2 separate regions of the Ovis aries genome follow, and region 1 is linked to region 2. The links are chromatin contacts, called in public Hi-C maps. All regions are on one chromosome and are shown on one strand. Each heading gives the region's core, a stretch centred on a gene start, on an enhancer-like site or on the middle of the called end of the contact. The rest is flanking DNA. Distances are from core to core; before and after follow the strand shown. Region 1 holds the start of WAPL (WAPL cohesin release factor). Region 2 overlaps WAPL (WAPL cohesin release factor).

Region 1 (5,812 bases), core at 858-3,357, 74 kb after region 2:
TAGGGAATCCCTATATATTCAGCAGAGGAATTTGCCCACTCCTATTTTGGTTAGAAGCCAATTCTAATTGGACAAAATAATACTTAATTTAGTCATTATACCCATCTACTTTTAAGAGAAAACTGTTTCTAATTTGTCTGAAGACCTTTTACTATGTCAAAAAACTTTTTTCTGAAGGATATCTATTTCCCCTCTTACTGTAGATTTACACTAAAGAATCCTGTCTTTCTTGTTAAGCATAACCTAAAGAAACTAAGTGTATTTGGCAGCTACAAGAAACACAAAATAAGTCATTTCTTTTCATTCCTCCTTGAACGTGCAGCCCTAATCTACCGACCTACATTTACATCTACACCAACAAAGCTAAAATGTTTTGGATACACTAGCATGGTAATTACCTAAAAATGCTGACTAAAGGCTAAACCAAAAACCTAGACTTGGACTACTTTAGGTCCACACCAAAAAAACTCATGGTAAAAATGGTCCTAGAACTATAAGCATTCACTGTGACAAGCTGAAAGTCTGCCAATGAATACCTGATAGCAAGGAGTTAATTATTTTAACTGATAAATTATGCTTTTTTTTTTCCTCTCAGAACCTATGCCTTAGACAAATATATATTGAAATTCTGATGCAATAATGTCAGTGATTATCCAACTTTAAGGTGTGTGGAATGGAAAGTGCAGAGACGAGAAAAATTTGGTTAAGAGTTAGTAACTGTTGAGTCTGAAAGATGAATACACGGGAGTTCATTATATAATATCCCCTTTGCTGGTCTTTATACAGTTTTCCACGTCCTTTTTTTTAAGTCACCAGACAGACAATTGTAATGGCATTATCTAGGTTAAGACTAGAGTGTAAAGTATGTAGAAATTCAAAAATAAGTGTGTAGACGTATTTGACATTATTATTTCAAGTATATTCAAGTTAAGAACACAGGCTATCTTGCTCAGGCTTCAAACTCCAAAGATTACCTTACCAAAAAGGAAAGAATGATTCACAACTAAGTCTTTTTGGTTGTTGGGCCTTTGCCTCAGCCCAAAGCTTGTTGAATTTTCGGGGAAGTGCGCTGGAATAAAGAAGTCCTCACACTTAACCCCCAATCAAATCCAGAGTCTTTCAGATCTCCACGGGCTTAGGGGCTTCCCTGCAGGAATGAAAGCCGGAAAGGCCAAACCTCACCACCCAGAAATCCTCACCTGGGGGCGGCGGTGCGCTAGGAGGTGGCGGGGACAAGCGGCCCCCCTCCCCCTGGAAGCTCACGCAACTTTTCTCCTCCCCACCCCCACCTCCCAGGAAAGGGATGTTGCTTCCGACGCCCCGGAAGCCTCTGCCACCGAATCCCCAGGGTAGTGGAAGGCCTCAGCGGCGGCCAGGGGCGGAGGGAAGACAGCAAAAGATTTCGGCCTGAAACCAATACACTTGACCGCGCCTGGGGAGGGAAGTAAATCAGCCGTCGCCCAGAAAGAACTCAGAATAAAGGGGGAAAGAGGAAAAAGAGTTCTTCAGACCGTTCCGCTGCCCAACTTCCTCAGAGACCGGGTGGGTGAGACAGAGGACTTCCACCACCCCCTCCCAGACCCCTGCCTCCTCCACCCTCGGCAAGCTCCGGGCCTAGGCAGCCGCTCGAGACCTCACTTACCCTCGGCGCCTGGCGGGTGCTTTAGCCTCGGGCCGCCTCCGCCTCTCCCGCTCCCAACGGCCCACGGGCGGGCGCCGGAGCCCCGCGCGGGAGAACGGGGCCGGCTGGTGAGCGAAGAGAGGCAAGGGGCTCCGCCACCGTCAGAACCCGCGACTCCGCTCTCTGTAAATAGGAAACCCGGTGGAGGGGGGGAGGAGTGGCGGCACCGCAACTTCCCTCCCCGCCTCGAGCGCCGCCGGCCGGGCCCGGGCCTAGGCCTCCCTGGCTGTCGCCGCCGCTGAAGCTGGGACCGGAGCCCGCTACGTGCCCCCGATGGGCCGCCGTCGCCTCCTGCGCCGCCGCTTCCGTCGGTGAATGGTCAGCGCTAGAGTTTGAACAGGGCCCTGAACCATCTCAACGCCATTTGCGCTCCCGGCCCCCACCTCCTTCCTCCAACAGCCGCTCGCTCCGTCACTCCGCTTCCCACAGGCCCCGCGCGGCCTCTCGACCCCGCAGCCAATCGCGCGGCTGCTTACTCAAACCGCCGCGCAGGCGCCGCGCCCCGCATGCTCCGGCGCCCGCCATTGGTCCGGCCGTGGGGCCCGACGGGAGTTGTAGTCCCGGTCCGAGAGGTCTAGGTGCTGAGAGCCCGGCGCGGGAGCGGGCAGCGGGCGGAGCGGTTGTGGCTGGCCTGGCTGGCCTCGCCTCGCGAGCGAGCCAGTTTCCAGCTCCTGGCCTCGCCGGGAGACGCAGGTGCCGCGGGGGAGGACTGGGGGCCCAGTGCAGGCAGCTGTGTCAATCGTTTCCCCTCCAGGGACTCGCCGGTGTCTGGGGACGGTGGGTTGTGCAGCTGCGCCGGGCCTGCTGGAGTCGCCGCCTGGGAGCAGGGAGACCGGGAGCTCTCGGCTCGGAGCGGCTCTTGACCCCGACTGGCTAGTGCTGACCCGGCGCAGTTAATGACGGCGGGAACTGGGAGCCCGAGTAGCAGGGCACCCGATCAATGACCGCACCCCAAAGTGATGTCGGTCTGGCTTTTTAATGCGCTTCTAGGATCCGCTCGATTCTTACCTTCGTCGTTCTTTTCTCCCTCAGTCTGTCCCGAAGCCATTAAAAGTGACCCCTGAGAATATTGGATTGTATTAAGGAATTATCCAATCTTGTTGGATGTGATGACGGTAATGTGGTTAGATTAAGGAGAGACGGTGGGGGGAATGGCAAAATACTAAAAGTTTTGACAGATAAAATGATCAAGTGTCTGGGAAAATAACTCCTACAAACACCGATGGAGGGGAAAAAAAGCCAGTGGGGTGTTTTTCATTGCTGATGCTGTGTTATTCATGAGCTTATTCCAATTTCTCTGCTTGTATATCTGAAATTTTTCATAATAAAAAATGTTATGAACCAGTGATTTGTCTCTGGGGAAGGCAAGGAGGTAGATGATAGGAAGAAAGAAAATTTATTTTTCTCTATACAACATTTTGTGCTGTTCGAAGTTTTTTCCTTGTCAATGTATTACCTATTCAGAAAATTGTAAAGTCTTGTGATGGTGTTCTAAGACTACGGTGGGAAGACAGCCTTTGGAAAAAGAGTAACACAATTGGTTTCCTCCTAAGAGAGTTTAATGATTATTTGGGCTCCCATGGCCCTGCTGTTCTGTGAGGGGGGTGAATGATGATCCACTTGGGAAATTGGAAAACTGCTAATTGTTTTCAGTGAAAAACCCACCTCTTCTTCCACAAAAGTTAATTTGCTTTGAGTGCACCCAGAAATTACCAAACTGCTTCAATAAATTGGCAAAATCCAGACAAAAAATAGTTTAGACATCCTTGTAGCCCTTCCCAACAGAAATTTACGGTTGATTTTAGCTTGACTGAGCTGTTTTACTTTAGCACAACTGGTTGCAAAATTTACATTCTGACATTTACAGTTTCTGAAACACATCAATACTTGATTGTTCAAAACCAACTCTTAAATAGCTTCATTCTAATGGAGGTTATAACAGGTTTGTGTGTTCCACAGCATGTGACTTTTATTTGGGTCAGTTTTGTCTTTTTAAAAAAATTGGCATAAGCATCTTGTTTTATCAGTTGGTTCGAAGCCTCCCAGCAGAGGTGCAAACTGCACTTACTATAATTATTTAGATGACATGGTGGTGGGTGCTAATTAAGGGGTAATTATCATCAGAGGCAAAGGCTAAGATCAAAAAGCTGAAAGTGGTGGCGAGACAATTGCAGGATCTTTCTCTAAAAGAGTACTGTGAACCCTCTGGGACCAAACGATGCCCTCACACAGCTCATTACACCCTGGCCTCGCTGGCGCTTGGCACTTAGCTGGGTCAGTGACTTTGCATGAACCTTAAGTGGGAAAGTAAAATTTTTAAAGAAACAGCTGGTCTGTGAAACTCCTTTTGAGAACTTTTGGTGCCGGTAGGCATGTTAAATAATGGAACTCAATGTTAAATTCTTGCTACTTTAAAGAATGATCCCCAGCAGCATAATCAGAACCTGGAAGTTTGTTGGGAAAAGCAAGAATCTCTGAAAAGCAGAATCCTTTAACAAGATTCCCCCAGGTGACTGGTCCACAGATTAAAGGTTAACGTGTTAGTTGCTCAGTCATGTCTGACTCTGCTACCCCATGGGCTATAGCCCTCCAGGCTCCTCTGTCCATGGTATTTTCCAGCCAAGAATACTGGAGTGGGTAGCCATTCCCTTCTCCAGGAGGTCTTCCCGACCCAGGGATCAAACCTGGCTCTCCTGGATTGTAGGCAGATTCTTTACCATCAGAACCACCAGGGAAGCCCCAAAGGTTAATAAGTATTGTTTTAAAGTATATCCATAGCATTTGACGACACTCTAATTTCTTTTTGTTAGGAGGGGGGAGAACATTAAGAACATACTATGCATTAGATACAATACCAGTCTCTTGAAGTCTTTTACATCTATACGTGTCATCCCTATTCTACAAGCGAGGTAATGGAGATGTGGGCATTTGCTCAAGGTATTGTAACTAATGAGGGAATCAAACTTTTTCTTAGGCATTCAATTCACATTACTTACAGACCTTCTTAAATCTGATACTGCTGAAGCCCAGCTGAAGAATTGATGCTTTTGAACTGTTGTGCTGGAGAAGACTCTTGAGAGTCCCTTGGACAGCAAAGAGATCAAACAAGTCAATCCTAAAAAAAATCAACCCTGAATATTTGTTGGAAGGACTGATGCTAAACCTTCAATACTTTGGCCACGTGATGTGAAGAGCCAACTCATTGGAAAGGACTGATTCTGGGAAAGGTTGAGGGCAGGAGGAGAAGGGGGCGACAGAGGATGAGATGGTAGGATGACATCACTGACTCAATGGGCCTTGAGTTTGAGCAAACTCCGGGAGATAGTGAAGGACAGAAAAGCCTGGCGTGCTGCAGTTCATGGGGTTGCAAAGAGCTGGACATGACTTCAGTTCAGTTCAGTTGCTCAGCCATGTCCAACTCTGTGCCCCAATGGACCACAGCACACCAGGCTTCCCTGTCCATCACCAACTCCCAGAGCCTACTCAAACTTGTGTCCATTGCGTCAGTGATGCCATCCAACCATCTCATCCTCTGTCATCCCCTTCTCCTCCCGCCTTCACCCCATGGACTGTAGACCACCAAGCTCCTCTATCCATGGGATTCTCCTGGCAACAATACTGGAGTGTGTTGCCATGCCCTTCTCTGGGGGATCTTTCCAACCCAGGGATCAAATGCAGGTCTACTGCATTGCAGGCAGATTCTTTACCATATGAGCCACCAGAGAAGCTCTTCTGGACAAGATTTAGTGAATGAATAACAGATCTGGTACGTGATTTGAAAAAATTGTATGTGTGTGCATTGAGTCTGTAGAAGTTTGCTATATGAATACTGGAAAGAGCCGTGCTAGGGCTCTCCACCCTCATATGACCCACACTAAAGACAGGTGGAGAGCTTGCTCACTCCAAGGCCCCTCCTGGGGGCAGGTCAGACTCTGGATGTGTAGGCTGGACCACCACTTTACCCGTTCTCTCCCTGGTTCCACTGAGGCAAACAAACTTGGCCATGGCCTGGAGTTCCATGCCAAAGAGAGTGAACTGGACTGCAGTGTGGATAACATAAGGACAAGCAGCTTTTTGTTTTATTTTTTAATTTTATTGCGTTTGGTTTCTTAGTTCCCTCAGCTTAGCCTC
Region 2 (5,427 bases), core at 2,814-5,313:
TCATTAACTGGCAGTGAACTGTGCAAACCTCTTCTGGTCCTTCTTTCTAGTGTATAAAAACTTGTTTGGAACTTTTTAATGATCACTTGTTTTCCCCTTGCTTTATTAGTTACTACCAAGATATTAATTAGAGATTTGCTGTTAAAGTAATTCAAACCCAATGCCCTCGGTGATATGAAAAGGTATTATCTCAATTGTTTAAAAATTATCACACTATTCTCCTCTGTTCTTTACATTTTAATTTCCTGATGGAATGAAAATTGTTTGATAAAAGCTACTATTTACCAAGTCCTGTCTGAAACACTGTGAATACTTTACGTGTACCATCTTGATCTTCACGGCACTGAGGTTAAGTACTGGGTTGGCCAAAAAACCCCATAAAAACCAGAACAAACTTTTTGGCCAATCCAGTACTATCCCCTATTTCTGGCTGAATAAATAGAAAAAAAAGTTCCGGAATTTGCTCGAAGTCCATAAACATCAGCAGTAATATTCAAAATTTATGCATGTGATTTAAGATCTTTCTATCTCCTTAGCCTGCACTCTTAAACATGGTTATATGCTTGCCTCTATGTGTATAAGAGGGAAAAGCAGACAGAAGCTCCCAGGACAGATCATTTCATCCAGGTTTACAGTTAAAAGCATTCAGCAGAGGTTGAAGAACCCACTTGAATAAATACAGGAAACTTAAAGGCTGACAACTAAAGAAGAAACTGGAAAACTAAAAAGCAGTTCTCAAAACCCAAATGAAAGGTCATATTCAGAGGTGCAAAAGGACTAAAGCAACTTAGTAACGTGACAAGGGCACAGCTACTCAACTGGAAAACCACCATCCCTCGTATGTGAGTTGCTGAGCTGACATTACATTTAGATGAGTATTATTAAAAACACAGGGATATACATAGTGTTTAACAAAAACTGGTTAAACTGTTCTGTGCATTTTCAAAGTGTGAAATTCACTTAAGTGACACACTGTATTTCCCATTAGTCAGCTCTATCAAGCTTGTGAGTCTTCCTCCTCCAAAATAGTTCAATAGATTTATGTTAAAGACAACATGTGTATTGAAAGTAGCAATTTTATTTGAGTTAAAATTATTTACAAAAACCCAAAGACATACTTCATGAAACTGGTACAAACTATTTTTTTCCTGCCGTTGGCTTTTGCTCCAAAGATCACAGCTGAGAAATACTGTATAAAATAAAAATAGGATTGGATTCAGAAAAGTACTCTACCTTCTAGTTTCCAATTGGTAGTATTTACAGAAATATTTACAGTGGAAAAAAAGGTTACTTTAAAACTTTAGTTAATTTGCAAGTCAGCCTCAAGTACCCTAAAATGCAGAGTTCTCTGAGGGTTAAACACACACAAATGCACTGCGTTTGGTGAGGTGATTTCTCCCCCACCACTCCCCACCAAAATCTGCATCTCTATCAGTGCTTGACAATTAGTTATTATTTAAAAAACAAAACAAAACAAAAAACTGTTAAACACTGAGGTAAATCAATTCTCAAATGATTACCAGTGTAACAGAAAAATGTAGTTCGCCCTGATTGTTCTTATCCAAATGTTTTATAATATCCCTTACCATTCAGCCACAAGTCAGTTTTACTAAAAATCTCCTCCTTTTTCTAAATCCAATGATTAATAAATATCAATGTATTTTAAAATAATTTAACTAATTCAATTTTATGGGTATCATTCACCAATAAGCATTTTAAGTAGTTTGCTAAGCTAGCTGGTATACTCAGGGCAAACACAGCCTCAGTCTTTCCCAAGTTACACTGGCATACTATGCTCTTAGAAGGTGATGGGTGGGGGGCTGGGGTGGGTAGGAGGAAGAAGAAAACAATTTGACTGGAATCAGTTACTTCCTTATAGATTTCCCAACAATCTGCATTATCAAAAATAGGAAGACAATAAAAGGCAGCCACTGCATTAAAAAACATTACAGCTGGCACTGATCCAAGAGCCCCGATTTGTCACTTTATACAAGGAAATAACAAAGTCTAAATGGGTAAAAATTAGACTTTTAGCTATTTTCCCCAATACACACCAAACTAATATTTTTATGGCTTCAAGTTTTACAAATCCAATGAAGAAACATGATATAACTACCTGAAAGGTATTTTAAAGTATTAAATGAAAATCTCTGGAAAGCCTGTATTCAGGCCCAATCAGTAAAAAAGAAAAAATGTATAACCAGTGGTCTGAACAATAATTAATACAATAAAAATTTGCAATGTTGTAAAATTAAATATATAAAATATGTTACTGTGTGCTCCAAACAACACACTGTTCTATGAACTAAAAGAATCTGGATGAAGAAAAAGGATCTTCTCTAAACCAACAATTTAAGGCTTTGCGTTTATGCATTTGATCCTGTCACTCTTATAGAAGAATATACATGTTATCTGGAAACATGAATTCCACATTGGTGTTTTAGCTTCCTTATATTTACTGTATTGAACATTAGAAAATATATCTAGAGAGTTCTCCCTCAAAACTTAATCATGTTTCGAGAGTCTCCCCTGACTTTAAGGGTTAAACTACCCTGGGTTTGTCTGTTTTGCTTCATCCTTTAACAGGGCACATCATCTTATATTCCCTCAAACTGTTATTTGTTTGCTTGCGTCTATAGCTATGACTTACTATGGTATGATAATGAATATGGTCATGGTCTCAAAGGTGAAAAATACTTCAACAACCCAAACCAAATCAAGAATAAAAAAATATACTAATCCCTTGTGTCTTTGGATTCCATCTAATTTTAAATATAGACAGTAGTTCAGGGAACAACAACAAAAAAAATTCACAAAATTATTAAAAGCTTTATTTACGATTGGAATCATTCAACAAAAAAGCAAAAGCAAATGAGCCTGAAAAAGGAACTAAGCTGTCGTCTAGAATGTCCTCAGAACATTCAATGCCTCAGTAGCTACGCTGCCTTTGCACCTGGCTGGCATGACAACAGTGGCTCAACATACACAGCAGTTGCACTAACAGCAGCACAAGTTTCCCCCTAGAGCTTGCCCAGAACAAAGCAAGAGAACAAGGGGAGAGTATAAATTCTGCCAAAGTGTGTTTAAATACTGCGTGGAACTGTTAACAGCCTGAACCTTTTCCCTCATTTTTGATAGTTGCAGATTGATGTAGTAACTGTCATTTAGCAAATGCAGAATGCATGACGAAGAAGAAATCAGGTGGCCTTAAAAATCCAAATATGAATGATACTGATGAATGTTCTTGGTGTATCTTCAAGGACTTCTTCCGTGACTTTTCTTTGTCTAAGTATAGCTCCAGCATTGCCGAGCACCTGAAGCAAAGGGCAAGCAGCTAGCAGTGTTCCAAGTACTCAATCACTCTAGAGATGGACTTCTGGCCCGTAGTTCCAACAGCACACTGGAAAGGGGAGGGGTGGAGGTCGGGGGCGGGGGGGGGGGGGGGTGGGTGGGTTGGCGGTGGGAGTGGAGGGGAAGTCACAGTTAATTCTCCAAAGCACTGCATCAGAGCTTAAACTATTTAGCTTTATTAAACCAAACATTATGACTCAAAACAAGGTGAGATCAAACTATGGCTTTCATAATACAGTATCAATGTATTTGGCCCTAATAATTCAGTTACCTTAAAGAAACCATGCAATTATTAAAGGAAAATCATTTTTTTGCTTCTGTTCATGATGGCCATAATACTTGTATTTCTACTGTCATTTCTTAAAAAGTATTTATTGAATTTTTCTTTTAATTACAGTATTTATGCTTTGGTTTTCTGGTTGCAAATCATGTGGGCTCTTAGTTCCCTGACCAGGGACTGAACTTGCACACCCTACACTGAAGGTGCCGTCTTCACCTCTGGCCTGCCAGGGAAGTCCTGCATTTCTACTGTCATAGTGTGTCGTATGTAAAACCACAGAATACAAGTTACTTACGGTAAGATTCATGAAGCTCAGGAATTTTTTGAGCATCTCTGTCATTATTGAAAAGTCCCCTTCTGGCAGATACTCCCGCACAGTGGTCACATTGATCTAAGGAAACAAACCAAAGGAGCACTGGTCAGGTGGCAGAACACAGGAGTCTGAACCTTGCACTGTGTAGTTGGTTTTGGCACACATCCTGTTTCAAACTTATACAAGGTCCTTAAACTCCCTGGTTAATATGCAATTTCCTTTTCCACACTCTAACTTTTGTGACCTGTGAGTCCATTCTCTACCCCACCCTATCCCATCCTCAGAAAGAAAGGAAAAAGATAAAGCTGCCAAAGACTACAAAGAAACATTTATGTGCATATTTACTTTTGTAAATGCACAGAAAAATGCCTGAAATAACAAAATGTACTGTAGGGGGTGGGGCAGAACGAGCAGGGATAAGAATAGCAAGGAAATGCAGACTGAGAAAGTATCCATAAAGCTGATAAGGAATGTAAAGAAAAAGATCAAGGAAAATTCTTCATGTAGGCTAGGAATTAACTGTATCTTTCCAAAGGAAATCTAGTATCATCTATAGAAAAAAAATGTACGCAATGTCAGGACAGAAGATTAGGATGTTTCCCTCCGTTATTAGCAAGAAGCAGCCAAACTGTATATAAACCAGTTTATGGTAAGAAAAACACATGGCCTGCTTAAAATGTTGTTTTATTTCAATACGTATTTAAAATGCTTTAAAGATTCATAAAGAATAAAAGGAAAAGCTCTTCTAAGGAGGCTCACCTATAATAAAAAGCACATACAAAAAGAAAAAAAAGACGGGAAGAGGGATGCTTTTGATTTCGTATTTGTTGATGAAGACATGGAAGAGTACATATTATCCTCTTAGGAAATTTGCAACCAATCCCCTCTCTCCCACTTTTACAGCTACTCAGTAAAAGCTTGCAGCTCCAATCCTGAGGGATTTTGCCATCTTTCAATGCTGTATTTTGAACACACACTGAGGCTATATTGAGTGGCACATCGTGAGGGCAACAGCTAGCTGCAGAGGTAATGCAAAGCTGGGTTTAAATGCACCCTAACCAACTGCACAGAGAGGGGCAGGGTAGCACGGTGGTGGGAAGACTGGATGCTGGCTATGAAGATGGCTCAACAAAAAAGGGTGCCTCTCTCATTCAGAGTAAAGAATTAGATCCTAGGTTTCAAGTGAAAGCTTCTCAACAACCCAAATCAAATCCTTTTCTATCAACAAATTACGAGTACAACACAGTAAGTAGCCAAGGCATGGGAAGGAGAGTCAGAGCATTTACTTTAAAAGTGTGCAATAAATGGTAGTGTACAGGAGGTAAGAAAAGGTGTGAAGCGGCATGGCCTACTTCAGAAATTTAGAAACGCAACCAAGGGGTGTGACAGACTCTAATACTAGATCAACTATGCTTCAGTAAAATAAAATACTGGAGAAGCAGTTAAGTTTGGAGTCTTATAGCAGTAAACAAAGCTATCATTT

Evidence for each region. Hi-C and Micro-C count contacts between places; a contact is called where the count stands out from the background.
Region 1: a contact with region 2 is called in a Hi-C map of liver, with 1.7 times the contacts expected there. The contact joins the promoter of WAPL here to the enhancer-like site in region 2. A contact is called at or near these places in 2 of 16 Hi-C or Micro-C datasets (liver and skin fibroblasts).

What each region holds. Positions count from the first base shown.
Region 1 is chr25:40,263,371-40,269,182 of ARS-UI_Ramb_v3.0, forward strand. It overlaps WAPL (WAPL cohesin release factor), which reads right to left and starts at 2,108. Exons shown (of 18, transcript XM_060406434.1): 1 at 2,065-2,108.
Region 2 is chr25:40,187,063-40,192,489 of ARS-UI_Ramb_v3.0, forward strand. It overlaps WAPL (WAPL cohesin release factor), which reads right to left. Exons shown (of 18, transcript XM_060406434.1): 17 at 3,927-4,022; 18 at 1,059-3,400. The coding sequence ends at 3,335. Among named protein-coding and RNA genes, the nearest start is that of WAPL, 76 kb to the right of the region's middle. Within about 2 kb of position 4,064, at least 6 of the 54 cell types and tissues checked have an H3K27ac peak or open chromatin away from gene starts, as enhancers often do. A contact at or near this core is called in liver, where this site is marked.